Regions from separate parts of the Hordeum vulgare genome. Here region 1 is linked to region 2. A link is a contact called in public Hi-C data. All regions are on one chromosome and are shown on one strand. Each heading gives the region's core, a stretch centred on a gene start, on an enhancer-like site or on the middle of the called end of the contact. The rest is flanking DNA. Distances are from core to core; before and after follow the strand shown. Region 1 has its middle 96 kb from the start of LOC123426274. Region 2 holds the start of LOC123426274 (N-acetyl-D-glucosamine kinase-like).

Region 1 (6,204 bases), core at 603-3,102, 98 kb before region 2:
CCACGACAGTGTCTCTGGTGAAGGCAAAACCGTGTCTTTTGTGAAGGCAAAACAATGCCTTTCGCATGAAAAAATGTGTTTCTTTCGTTTCCGAAAGACACAATCGGCCTCATGAAAGCAAAATTGCGCCTCTCACAAAAGCAAAACCATGTCTCGTGATAGGAAGAAAATATGAAAAATATTTTTTTAGAGGCACGGCCGAGCCTCTTGCGAAGGCAAAACCATGCCTCTCGCGGAAACAAAACCGTGTCTTGCATGGAAAAAACAAAAAACGTGTTTTTACATTTTCAGAAATACGGTCGTGTCTCCCGCGAAAACAAAATCGTACCTCTCATGAAAGCAAAACCGTATCTCTCGCAAAAAAATAGAAACGTGTTTTTTTCGTTTTCGAGAGGCACAATCCTGCTTCTCACGAAAGAAAAAACGTACCTCTTACGAAAGCAAAATTACGCCTCTCGCGAAAGAAAAATCGTGGCTCTCCAAATAAAACAAGTTTTTTTGGCAAGTTTTTTTTTGAATTATTTTTTTTTAAATAAAGAAACATTGGTGAAAACAGAACACCAAAAAAAACATTTTAAAAAGTCAAAAATGCATGCGAAAAAAATCTAAAAAATGATCAAAATGCGACGCATGACGAGAGCTGGAAATGCGCCTAGTGATGCTGCGTGGGGTGATCATTAGGGCGCTCTCTTAAAAACGCTCGCCAACTAGTTGCTGTCGCGGGCGTCAAATCATTGTCGACCAAACGCACATAATGGAGTGCACTAGTTCGGTTCATTTAGTTGTTGTTCATTTCGGTTGTGGAAATTGTAGAAGGTTCACTTACCCTTTTTTCGGTTTCTGTTGCACTGTTTATTCTTATTTTTCTGTTTATGTTCTTCATTTTTATTTTTTCTTACTATTTTGGGTGTCTTTTTTAAAATAATATAAATTTCGAAAAAGTAATTTCCCCAAAAAATGATCATATTTCCAAAATATATGTTCAGAAATTTCTAATATTGCTCGCATTTCTAAGATAAATCATGACAATACTTTGTTCATTTTTTGAACAATGATAAAATTTGTTCGTAATTTCCAAAAGAAGTTGAGAAACTTCAGAAAAAATCACATTCTCAAAATATTATTCCTTTTTCCAAACTTATTCACTTTATCTAAAAAAAGTTCTGAAATTCGAAATTTATCTGCGTTTTTCCAGAAAACATTTACCCCAAAAATATTCAAAGTTTTAAAATATTCCCATGATTATTTATTTTTCACAATTTCTAAAACTACTGAAATTTTCCAAAATATCAGTTTTTTGATCATTAATTTTATATTTCTATTTTGAATTAGAGAATAGTTTGTCTAAATTGTGAATAATTTTAAAATTTGAGAATATCTTATTGAATTCATGAACTGAAACAAAGATACTGTTTTGTATTCTAGATTTACTTCGAATTTAATAAAAACATATTGTTTATGAAAATGTGTTATCTTTTATTCATATAAATTTTAAAATTGTAAATATGTTATATTTTAATGCACATTTTTTTGGTTTGGGAACAATTTTCAAATGTTGGAAATATCTTTCCTATTTTTTCGAACAATTTTAATGTTGAATATGTTTTTCTACTACCAAAACAAATACGGAAGTGGTTTTCGAAGAAAACAACTTAGAAGGGAAACAACAGGACAATGAGTAACAAAGGGAAAATCACGGGAGCTCTGACTCCACTGGCGGTCACGCTGGGCCGGCTCAAGAAACGTGTTTGCTTGTACGTTGCTTTTGCTCGATCACGGAAAACACTATTTGACACACGATGCGTTAAATACTACAGGACGCTCGATCACGGAAAACCCTATTTGACACGCGTTGCGTCAAATAGTACGGGATGCGCCTTGGTTTTTCAGGAGTGGGCCGGGCATTTAACTGTTCCACAGTTTCTTTTTTTGAGAAAATTCTAAATATTTTCAGCCGTTTTTTTCCGGTTTTAAGAAACTTCTAGAAGGTTCTCCGAATCCGTTTTTTCCTTTTTTTTCAGTTTCTGTTTCAAAAAATGTATTGGATTTTCAAAAAATGTACTGGATTTTCAAAAAATGTTCTAGATTTTCAAAACATGTTCCGGATTACCAAAAAATGTCCTTCAAATTCGAAAATTGTTTTTGATTTATAGAAAAGTATTTTGGATTTTCAAAAAATGTTCTGGATTTTGAAAAAATGTTCTGTATTTTTAAAAATGTTTTTCAAAATATGCTCTTGCTTTTTGAAGTTTGTTTGCAAGATTTAAAAAATGTCCGTGTTTTGAAAAATTGGTCACGTTTATGAATTTCTTCAGTATTTTTCCAAATTGTTCTTATTTTCAAAATTTGTTCTCAAGATTTAGAAAATGATTGTGCTTTTAAAAAATTGTTCACGGTTCCAAATTTGTTCGAGGTTTTCAAAGTTGTTCTCAATTTTAAATTTTTGTTCTCAAGATTCAAAAAATGTTCGTGTTTTGAAAATTGTTTGCGGTTCCAAATTTGTTCAGGATTTTTCAAAATTATTTCTTAGTTTTAAAATTTCTTCTCAAGATTCAAAATAAATCATGCTTTAAAAAATTGTTCGTGCTTTCAAATTTGTTCTTTGATTTAAAAACATTCATCTTTTCAAAAAATGATAGATAAATTTAATGTTTGTTCGTTTTGATAGAAAAAGAAAAAAGGAAAATGGCAAGAAAAATGAGCCAAAAAGGAAAAAAGAAATAAGAAGAAAAGGCAAAAAGAAACATAAAAAAAATGAAATTATACGATTTAACAAAAATTGGACCGGCCAAGTCAGGCGCCCCCCTGTGTGTGGGAGCGACCCCCTGCCGTAGCAAGCGGCATGTAGGACTTCCCCTCGATTACAACCGAGGTTCCTTCAATCGGTCAATGTCGCCAAGTTAGGTGTTGATCGGCCAAACCATTTGACCGTTGACTTTTCGAAAATAGATCTAAAATATGTTCATCGATTTTTCACAAATTTGAAAAAAGGTTCATCAATTTTAGAAATAAGTTCATCAAATAAAAAAAACATCGAAATTGAAAAGAGTTCTTCGATTTTAAAAAAGGTTTGATATAGTAAGCGTGCACGTGCAACACACGGCTTGACTAACATTACAATCATAGGTGACAATCCAGTATTCAACATGCATTATGGATCTATTCCAAATAGACATTAAGATTTACAAATCGTTCTAATAGAAAATCAAACATTAGCGTGATCTAACACAGTGCTCCCTCAATTCTTCAAGTTCCACCTCTTGTTCGTATTGCAAGTTTTTTTTGCAATAGTATAGATGGTAGCTGATTCATATAAAATAATGAAATGCAAGATCCTAAGAAATCGTAAATATTACGTTGTTGAAATTAGCAAAGCTCCAAGAGGAGCTGACAATCCTAAATTTGTTTCATATTTTCAATCAGTCTGTTACTTTCACCCATAGTCTTTTCAATGCACCAATATTCCAACAAGACACATGTTTCTTTCGACAAATGTGGATTCTATTGCCTTATAGTGAAGCATCAAGAGGATAGAATCATAATTACTGAATTAGCACATATCCAATCTCTGCATAGTTACAATGCACACAACCAACACACATATGCATACAGAAAAACACGTCGATAAATAGCAACCATATAAGACCGAAGCTAATGCGTAGACAAAAATAAAATATAAAATCCAAACAATTAGATCTGCGATCGACAAACTACAACAATGATTATATCCGGACAAACCATCTCATGACGTTGCATAAACCACGAGGTTCTTTAAGCACTATCGTCATCAGATCCAACCAACAAGACAAGAATTTAGATTTTTACCCTAAAAAATTAGTCTGAGAAAATTCAACAATGTCTTCAACAAGATAACGACATAAAAGAAACACCATCATTGCTAGGTAGGACCATCTTGGTTTAGACCTAGGTTCTTCACCCCAAAGCTCAAGGCCGGATGCACAAGTATCACCACCATTTGGGTCACTTATGTGTTGTCGCCACTGCTTCTCCGCGATCCCGACAGCTACATGAGATGTGTAATCGCCACTGCTACACAACCATCCCTATGTGTGAAGTGGTCGTCCCTAGTCTGCATCTCACTGTGAAGTCAACCATTAGATCTGGAAAGATAAACCGCGCCGCATCTGACATTCAACGTTGTGGAGCCATGGTGTGCCACTACACGTGTGCAACCATGACCATCGTCCAACCTAATCTTGATCACCACAACCAAACCACTCCGATTTGAATTGGGCAAGAAGATGAAGGATGCCAGCCACCCAACAACAAATGAGGAGCGGCAGCCCAACAATATGCATGTATCAATCGAAATCTCTAATTTTACAAGCCTGAAAAGCTATATGTGGTGTATCTGCAAGACCATGGGAGGCGTAATGGTATTCCTCCAAACGAAATTGAAGATTACACTCATAAAGCATAAAATAAAGTAAGTTTTTTTCTTTTCTTTTTTGAGAAGAGGTCTACCTATAGTGAGATGGCTCATACATCCATAAGAATACATGGTGTCGGTTTCAATCAACTCTTTGTTCCATCCAAAAACCTAAGTCCACATTGTCATCCTAAAAGCAGCGAGGATATCATATCTATCAAGATGTATCACGAGTATATCAAACTTACTTGCAAGATGTTTTCTTTTAGCTTGGTATGCCCAGAATCATTATAAACTTTCGGAAATCAGAAAACGCGGGCAGATTTGATATGAACAATAAAGAATGTAAAGACTTGATGATAATTTTAGAATCGTCGGTTACTTTCAAACAGTAAATTAAGAACTATAACACCTAATGACCAAGTATTTGTAAGAAACATCCGTAAATATTTTATCATACAGTAAAATAGCAATGGAGACAACACCTAATGAGTATGACCAATGGTCTTTTCAGAACATCTTGCACCCAAACGAATCATCAACCACTAACAAAGGGTCTGAAGCCGCTTGCTAATTTTCTCCTACCTCTTATGGAGCACGATTCAGTTCAAATGTATGTTTTGTTCAAATCCACCGAAATACCAAGGGAAATGCAACCAAATTTGAGTGCATATGGTAGAAAAAAGCATTTAAGGGAAATACCAAGGGATTTTGCCACACACAACACACCAAGTGTCCAGTTCGACCCCACGTCTGCGAATACCCACGTCGTGTTCCCTGCGTCGCCTCCCTGGCGGCTCGAGGGAAAAAACCTAGCCGGCACGGTTCATCCCCCTCCCCTTCTAGTCTTGTCGTTGTTGGAGGGGACCTCCTGGCAAAGGCCGAGCCAACTCTGAGGAGGGCGGCGGTGGGGCACTTGTCCCCATGGTGGCACGGGCGCGCGAGGCACTCGACGAAGCATCTTGGAGCTACGGCGGCCACCTGATACGTCTCAAACGTATCGACTTTTCCAAACACTTTTGCTATTGTTTTGGCCTCATTCTTGCGTGATTTGAATGAAACTAACCCGGACTAACGTGGTTTTCAGCAGAGCTGCCTGTATGGTTTTCTTGTGTGCAGGAAAATGGATTTTTAGGTGTCCCAGAAAATTCCAATAAAAAATAGAGACAATCCACGCACGAGGAGGAACCCTTCACCAGAAGATGGGCCAGAGGGGGGTCACCAGGCCTCGAGGCTACTTCTACTTTTGTACATATGCATGTACTTATGATCTAGAGACCAGATTGTAGCGACATAGTGCTATGTTTACAATGCTTTCCCAGTAGTTCATGCTTTATTTGTGACTAGTCTCAAATAGCCGGAGTGCATAATGTGTTGTTGAAATGATTTGCATGCATTGCATTGTTCATGGTTTGGCATATTGAAGTGGTATTTCACTTCAGAGAGTTTTTTTATTGACTTGGAACATGCTTACACATGTTTATGACTAGAAGTCTAACAAGCCTTGATGATCTTTTTATTTCTTTCATGTCCGATTCAATGTTGCTTTGTCGTTCTGCATAATTATGATCGTTATTGCTCTCTAGTTGGTCGCTTCCCCGTCTTTTGCTAGCCTTCGCCTGTACTAAGCGGACTGACTGCTTGTGCATCCAAAATCCTTGAAACCAGTTGCGCCATATGAGTCCATCATACCTTCCTATAAATGGTATTTACCGTCCATCCTAACGAAGACTTTCTTGTACCATCTCAAAACTATTCAAATGCATTTCTCTTTTTATACCCATACAAGCACATGGAGAGTTAGGGGCAATCAA
Region 2 (6,937 bases), core at 4,304-6,803:
TATACCCTCTAATCTTTAGAATACAATTAAATATTTAATGGTTCTCAAAAGATTTTTAATACTATGGTAGATGAAAAGCTACATATGATCGATACTTTGGCTAAAAACATGGATAGAATTGCTCTTGACGTAGAAACTCTTAAAAGTAAAGCTTCACGTAAGCATTAATTCAATGAGACTATTAAATCTATCCAAGTATCTATTAATGAAAGTAAGGAGAGGACCGCTAAGTTGAGGACGAAGCAGGAATTCCTAGAAAAAGCTATCCCACTCGGTTTTTACCAAAACCATGATGAAGATCTTAAAATGATTGGTATTTATCCTATTGAATCCTTATTTACTTCTCTAAATATAAATGATAAAGGTACTCGAGATGAGTCAACTTTAGCTATAAAACGTCACATTTGCTTGGAGGGTGATGATTCTAATGCTAAAACTGAAAAAGTGGGTTTGGAGAGATCAAAACTTTAACTAGTGATGACCCACTATCTTGGATTACAAGGACTTTAATTATGAAAGTTGCTCTTTAGTAGAATGTATTTCCTTGTTACAAACCATTATTAGGTAACCCAATCCTTATGAACAAAACAAGTCTTTCACTAATCATATAGTGGAAGCGATGATAAAAGCTAATAACATCACAAGGTGATAAGTTTAAACTTCCATGTATTAGATGTGTAGTCTCATGTGAAGTGTAGTGAAACAAATGTATCAGTAGTGTGTGTCAAATTGTATTAGCAAAGGATGTTGTATGAAACGTGCAAGTCTTTGTCTATGTGATGACATATGAAAAGGCAATGTTTATATGTTTGTTCTTGTTTTTGGTATTGCCTCTGCAATTTGTGTGTTGTTGTTTAGTACTTGTGAACCCTTCTCCATGCAGCGGCGGACGGTCACCCGACTGTTATAACAGTTTGTTCATAGTTATCACTGACCGATTAGCCACTCAATGGTGTCACTCGTCACGAACCGGGGAGCTAGCCCGTGTGTGATGGACACGTAATCACTAATTCTGAGGCATTAACAAACAAACAACAACAAAGCATTTAATCCCAAACAAATTGGGATAGGGTAAAGGTGAAACCCATAAGATCTCGCGATCAACTGATGGCTCTGACACATGAATAGCAAGCTTCCACGCATCCTTGTCCATGGCTAGTTCTTTGGTGACACTCTAGTCCTCCAGATCTCTACTGACGGACTCCTCCCATGTCAAGTTCAGTCTACCCCGGCCTCTCTTGACATTCTCAACACGCTTTAGCCGTCCGTTACGCACTGGAGCGTTCGGAGGCCTGCGTTGAATAAGCCCAAATCATCTCACATGATGTTGGACAAGCTTCTCTTCAATCAGGGCTACCCCAACTCTATCTCGTATATCATCATTCCAGGCTAGGTCCTTTCTTGTGTAGCCACACATCCATCTCAACATATGCATTTCCGCTACACCTAACTCTTGCATATGTCGTCTTTTTCTTGTCCAGCACTCACCGCGATACAACATTGCGGGTCGAATCGCCATCCTATATAACTTGCCATTTAGTTTTTGTGGCACTCTCTTGTCACAAAGAATGTCAGTAGCTTGGCGCCACTTCATCCATCCGACTTTAATTTGATGGTTCACATCTTCATCGATATCCCCATCATTCTACAATATTGACCTCAAATATCGAAAGGTGTCCTTTTAAGGCACCACCTGGCATCAAGGCTAATCTCCTCCTCCTCCTCGTGCCTAGTAATACTCACACATCACCTCATGTACTCGGTTTTAGTTCTATTAAGTATAAAACCTTTCGATTCCAAGTTTTGTCTCCATAAATCTAACTTCCTATTGACCGCCGCCCGACTATCATCGACTAGCATCACATCGTCCGCAAAGAGCATACACCATGGGATATCTCCTTATATATCCCTTGTGACATCATCCATCACCAAGGCAAAAAGATAAGGGCTCAAAGCTGACCCCTGGTGCAGTCCTATTTAATCGGGAAGTCATCAGTCTCGTCATCACTTTTTTGAACACTTGTCACAACGTTATCGTACATGTACTTGATGAGGGTAATGTACTTCACTAGGACTTTGTGTTTCTCCAGGGCCCACCACATGACATTCCGCGGTATCTTATCATAGACCTTCTTCAAGTCAATAAACACCATATGTAGGTCCTTCTTTTGCTCCCTGTATCTCCCCATAAGTTGTCGTACCAAGAAAATGGCTTCCATGATCGACCTCCCAGGCATGAAACCAAATAGATTTTTGGTCACGTTTTCCAAGCGAGGTTCTCAATGACTCTCTCCCATAGCTTCATTGTATGGATCATTAGCTTAATTCCATCAAAATTAGTACAACTCTGAACACACCGCTTGTTCTTGAAGATTGGTACTAATATACTCTGTCTTCATTATTCTGGCATCTTGTTTGCCTGAAAAATTAGGTTGAAAAGCTTGGTTAGCTATGACATCGCTATGTCCCTGAGGCCTCTCCACACCTCAATGGGGATACAATCAGGGTCCATCGTCTTGTCTCATTTCATCCCTTTTAAAGCCTCCTTGACATTCGACTCCTGGAGTTGCCGCACAAAACGTCTGCTAGTATCATCAAAGGAGTCGTCCAGTTCAATGGTAGAGCTCTCACTCTCCCCATTAAACAACTTGTCAAAGTACTCCCACCATCTATGCTTAATCTTCTCATTTTTCACCGGGAGATGATCTGCTCCGTCCTTGATGCATTTGATTTGATCAACATCCCTCGTCTTCCTCTCTCGGATCTTGGCCATCTTATAGATGTCCCTTTCGCCTTCATTCATGTCTAACCACTTGTAGAATTCCTCATAAGCACAATCCCTTGCTTTACTCACAACTCGCTTTGCGGCCTTCTTTGCCATCTTGTGCTTCTCTATGTTGTTCGCACCCTATCCAAGTATAAGCGTCTGAAACAATATTTCTTCCCCTTAATTGCCTTATGAACATCATTGTTCCACCACCAGGTATCTTAAGTTTCACTTCTACTTCCCATGGACACTCTAAACTCCTCTGAGGCCACCTTACAAATGCAAGTTTCCATCTCCATCCACATGTTCTCTGTATCATCTCCTTCCTTCCAAGGGACCTTCTTAATGAACCTTTCCTTGAACGCCTGAGCTACCTCCCTCTTGAGCTTCCATCACTTCGTTTTAACGACTTTGACATCCTTGTCCTGCTCGACATGAATCCGAAAGCAAAAGTCAGCAACCACAAGCTTATGATGAGGGCCAACACTCTCTCCAGGTATGACCTTACAATCTAGGCATGCACGCTTGTCTTCTCTTCTCGGGAGGATGAAATCAATCTGGCTAGAGTGTAGACCACTACTAAAAGTCACTAGATGTGATTTTCTCTTTTCAAAGAGGATATTAGCTACGATCATGTCGTAGGCTATAGCAAAGTTTAAGACATCTTCTCCTTCTTAATTCCTGATGCCATAGCCAAAGCCTCCATGCATCCCTTCAAAACCTGTGTTAGATGTATCCATGTGGCCATTGACATCTCCTCCTATGAAGAGCCTCTCACCAATCGGTACACTCCTAACCATGTCATCTAGGCCTTCTCAAAACTCCCTCTTGGTGTTCTCATTATGGCCTACTTGCGGGGCATACACACTGATAACGTTGAGAACTAAGTCCCCAACTACCAGCTTGACTCGAATAATCTGGTCACCACGTCTCTTACCGTCTACCACTCCATACTTGAGGCTCTTATTGATCAAGATGCCTATTCCATTTCTGTTGGGCAGTCGTCCCCGTGTACCATAGCTTGAAGTCGGTACCCTCCACCTCCTTCTCCTTCTGTCCCCTTCATTTGGTCTCTTGGACACGAGGGATATCAACACCTCTCCTCACTGATGTATCAACTACCTCCCGAAACTTACCCTTCAAAGACCCTACGTTCCAGCTACCTAAGAGGATCCTCCTAGACTGGACTAGCTTCCTTACCCTTCGCACTCATCGAGTCAAATGTGAAGACTCTTGCTCATTTTTCACTACACATGGGCGCCAATGTAGCGCTCCACTAAGAATGCGGGTGCGGAGCCGATCCTTGCCCATTTGACACCACACCCGGTTTCGATGTGGCGCGTAGCTAAGAGGGTTACGCCCCAACGAAAATCTTTTGGGTTTCACCTTCATAAAAGTGGTTGAGTTTTGACGTTTGCTCACCAAGCCCATCACAACCCTCCTCGGGGTTAATGCCTGACCCCGAGGCATTAACTGGTCGAAAACTCGTCTCTGATGATGCAATCTCGTGGTCGGTGTTGTTCAGTTCCGTAATAGTATTTACATTTTCTTGTGCAATATCAACGCTCATTTGTACCAAAGAACGCAAAATTTGGTTTGCTTCACATTTCAAATCTACGCATTTTCTATTCATATGTTTTCAAATTCTTGTAATGATATAAAAAGCCCTAAGTTGATTAGTTTTTCATTTGACCACTATAACGAGTAGGGCATTTGAGACCAAGCTCCATGGCAGTTCTAATTTTGAAAAACTTAAATTTACTTTTTAGTTTTAAAAAACTATGAAAAAATATACATATATAAAAGGATGTAATGTGTATGTCTGTAAAATTTTAGGATGAAATATCTTAAATTGCGAGCTGTAAAAAATAAAATGATGAATTTTGAGGGAGAACAATGCAAATGCTAAAATAGCACCTATTTGTTTTTTAGCTCTCATTTTAACATATTTCCACTAGAAATTTACACACATCTATATTTATGTCTCTAGGTACACACAAATTTTTTCCAGTAATTTTTAAATGAAAAAGATTAAATTTTAAAGTTTTCAAATTTGTTCTCCATGGAGTCCGACCTTCATTTGGCATTTTCTCACCATAACCACTTATTGAAATTGGTACCCCTCCGTCCCTAAATATAAATCTTTTTAAAGGTTCCATTAAAAGACTACATACGGATGTATACGAACATAGCGTAGATTCATTCATTTTGTTTTGTATGTAGTCTCCTAGTGAAATTTTTTAAATGACTTATATTTAAGAACGGAGAAAGCATGTTATAATCTAAAACCGTTGATTCAGCTAGGGGTACCGAATTTTCAAAAGAAAATAAAAACTAGGGGGTGCCGAAGAAAACATTGTCCAACATCAACGCCCGTTTTTACCAAGAACAAGAGATTGGAATCTTCTCCCAGCGGCCGACCGGTTGTACCAATCACCGGCACCGGCAGAGATAGAATCAAGAGAGCAGCTGACAAAAAGTTAGAAATAACAGCAAAAATCTCGCGGTACCCATAAAACTGTAACTTTGGCAGCAGACTGTCCAGTAAGATCCATGGTTTATACCAGTGCTGTCAGTAACGAACCGTGTAACTTTGGCAGGAAATGACAAAGCACGCGGATTACTAGAGGCGTGTCCCTAAACAACTCGGCCGTCGCGCCATTGGACGCGCGCGCGGACAGCCGCCCTTGCACTTGCAATTTCGTTCCATGCGTCACCTTCGTCTCCCTGTCCTTTTCTCCTCGACGAAACATGTCGCCATTAGATGCGACTTATTAGTGCACCCGCTACATGTACATATATATAACAAAGCTGCAGTCACCAATCGAGCTGCATCATTTGGTAGGGAGAGCCTAGAAGGAGAAGGAGAGCATATACCTCCTACCTTTCGTCTGTCTGCTGGGTCTGGGGTAGCTAACCAGGGGGGGGAGGAAGGGAGGGAGGATGCAGAGGTACACCGCTAGGGACATATGGGAGATGGAGGACCGCCACAGCCCGCGCATGGGCTGCAGCGTCGTCCTCGGCGTTGACGGCGGCGCCAGCAACACCGTCTGCGTCTGCATCCCGGCCGCCATGCCCTTCGCCGACCCGCTCCCCGTCCTCGCCCGCGCCGTCGCCGGATGCTCGAACCAGAACTCAGTAGGAGGTACGTAGGCGTACCACCACCTGCCATCCAACCATCACATCAACGCTGGCCTGCCCGGCTGGATTCCACTTCCACCTGATAACTTTTGGCTTGAAATTCTTCAGAGGACAAGGCGAGGGAGACGCTGGAGCGAGTGATGGCGCAGGCTCTCCACAAGGCTCGCCGGAGACGATCAAACGTGTGCGCGGTCTGCTTGGCCGTGGCCGGCGTCAACCACCCCATCGACCAGCACAGAATGCTGGACTGGCTCAGGTGCTTATCGATCTGTTAGTACCTGCTGCCAAGAAATCCGTAGGGAAGCTGAATTAGCTCTGAAAAACAACATCTGTCTGTTCCAGGGAGATCTTTCCGAGCCATGTGAAGCTGTTCGTGGAGAACGACGCGGTGGCGGCACTGGCGAGCGGCACCATGGGCAAGCTCCACGGTTGCGTGCTCATCGCAGGGACAGGGACCATAGCCTACGGTTTCACCACCGACGGCAGGGAAGCTCGGGCAGCTGGTGCAGGGCCAGTGCTAGGTGACTGGGGAAGGTTAGACACAACAAACTTCTTCTCCATCTTTTAACTCCTTGGTACATGGTACTATATCTTTTAAGTGGAGGAGGAAACTGGTTAAGAAGCAACTACTGAAGCTGATTTCTAGTTGTTGTGGCACTATATATTGCAGTGGCTATGGGATTTCAGCACAGGCATTGACAGCAGTTGTGAGGGCCTATGATGGCAGGGGTCCTGAAACACTACTCACAAACAACATCCTTGACTTCCTTGGACTCGCATCGCCTGATGAACTGATAGGGTAAATATCCTTTTGAATCGATCAACTTGTTTGGTTTTACTTAGTGTGGAAACAAGTGCAAGTCTACTCAAATATTCATCTGCTGGCATTATGTGAGCTGAAGCATAATGTTAACTAGGATTGAAGATCACAGAATGAAAAACTGCAATAATGTGCTACCATGAAAATTGCAACAATTGCTTACCTGCTCACTCTTTTCATGACAGTTGGACATACGAAGACCAATCTTG

What was found. Hi-C and Micro-C count contacts between places; a contact is called where the count stands out from the background.
Region 1: a Hi-C map of leaf shows a contact between it and region 2, with 3 times the contacts expected there. The contact joins the enhancer-like site here to the promoter of LOC123426274 in region 2. A contact is called at or near these places in 3 of 6 Hi-C or Micro-C datasets (leaf and seedling).

What each region holds. Positions count from the first base shown.
Region 1 is chr2H:357,086,364-357,092,567 of MorexV3_pseudomolecules_assembly, reverse strand. No RefSeq gene overlaps it. Among protein-coding and RNA genes, the nearest start is that of LOC123426274, 96 kb to the right of the region's middle. Within about 2 kb of position 1,852, at least 2 of the 3 cell types and tissues checked have open chromatin away from gene starts, as enhancers often do. A contact at or near this core is called in leaf, where this site is marked.
Region 2 is chr2H:356,991,632-356,998,568 of MorexV3_pseudomolecules_assembly, reverse strand. LOC123426274 (N-acetyl-D-glucosamine kinase-like) reads left to right here and starts at 5,553. Exons shown (of 7, transcript XM_045110075.1): 1 at 5,553-5,912; 2 at 6,017-6,164; 3 at 6,251-6,442; 4 at 6,579-6,707; 5 at 6,914-6,937. The coding sequence starts at 5,711. It overlaps LOC123426275 (a long non-coding RNA gene), which reads right to left and starts at 5,743. Exons shown (of 2, transcript XR_006622127.1): 1 at 5,652-5,743; 2 at 5,255-5,553.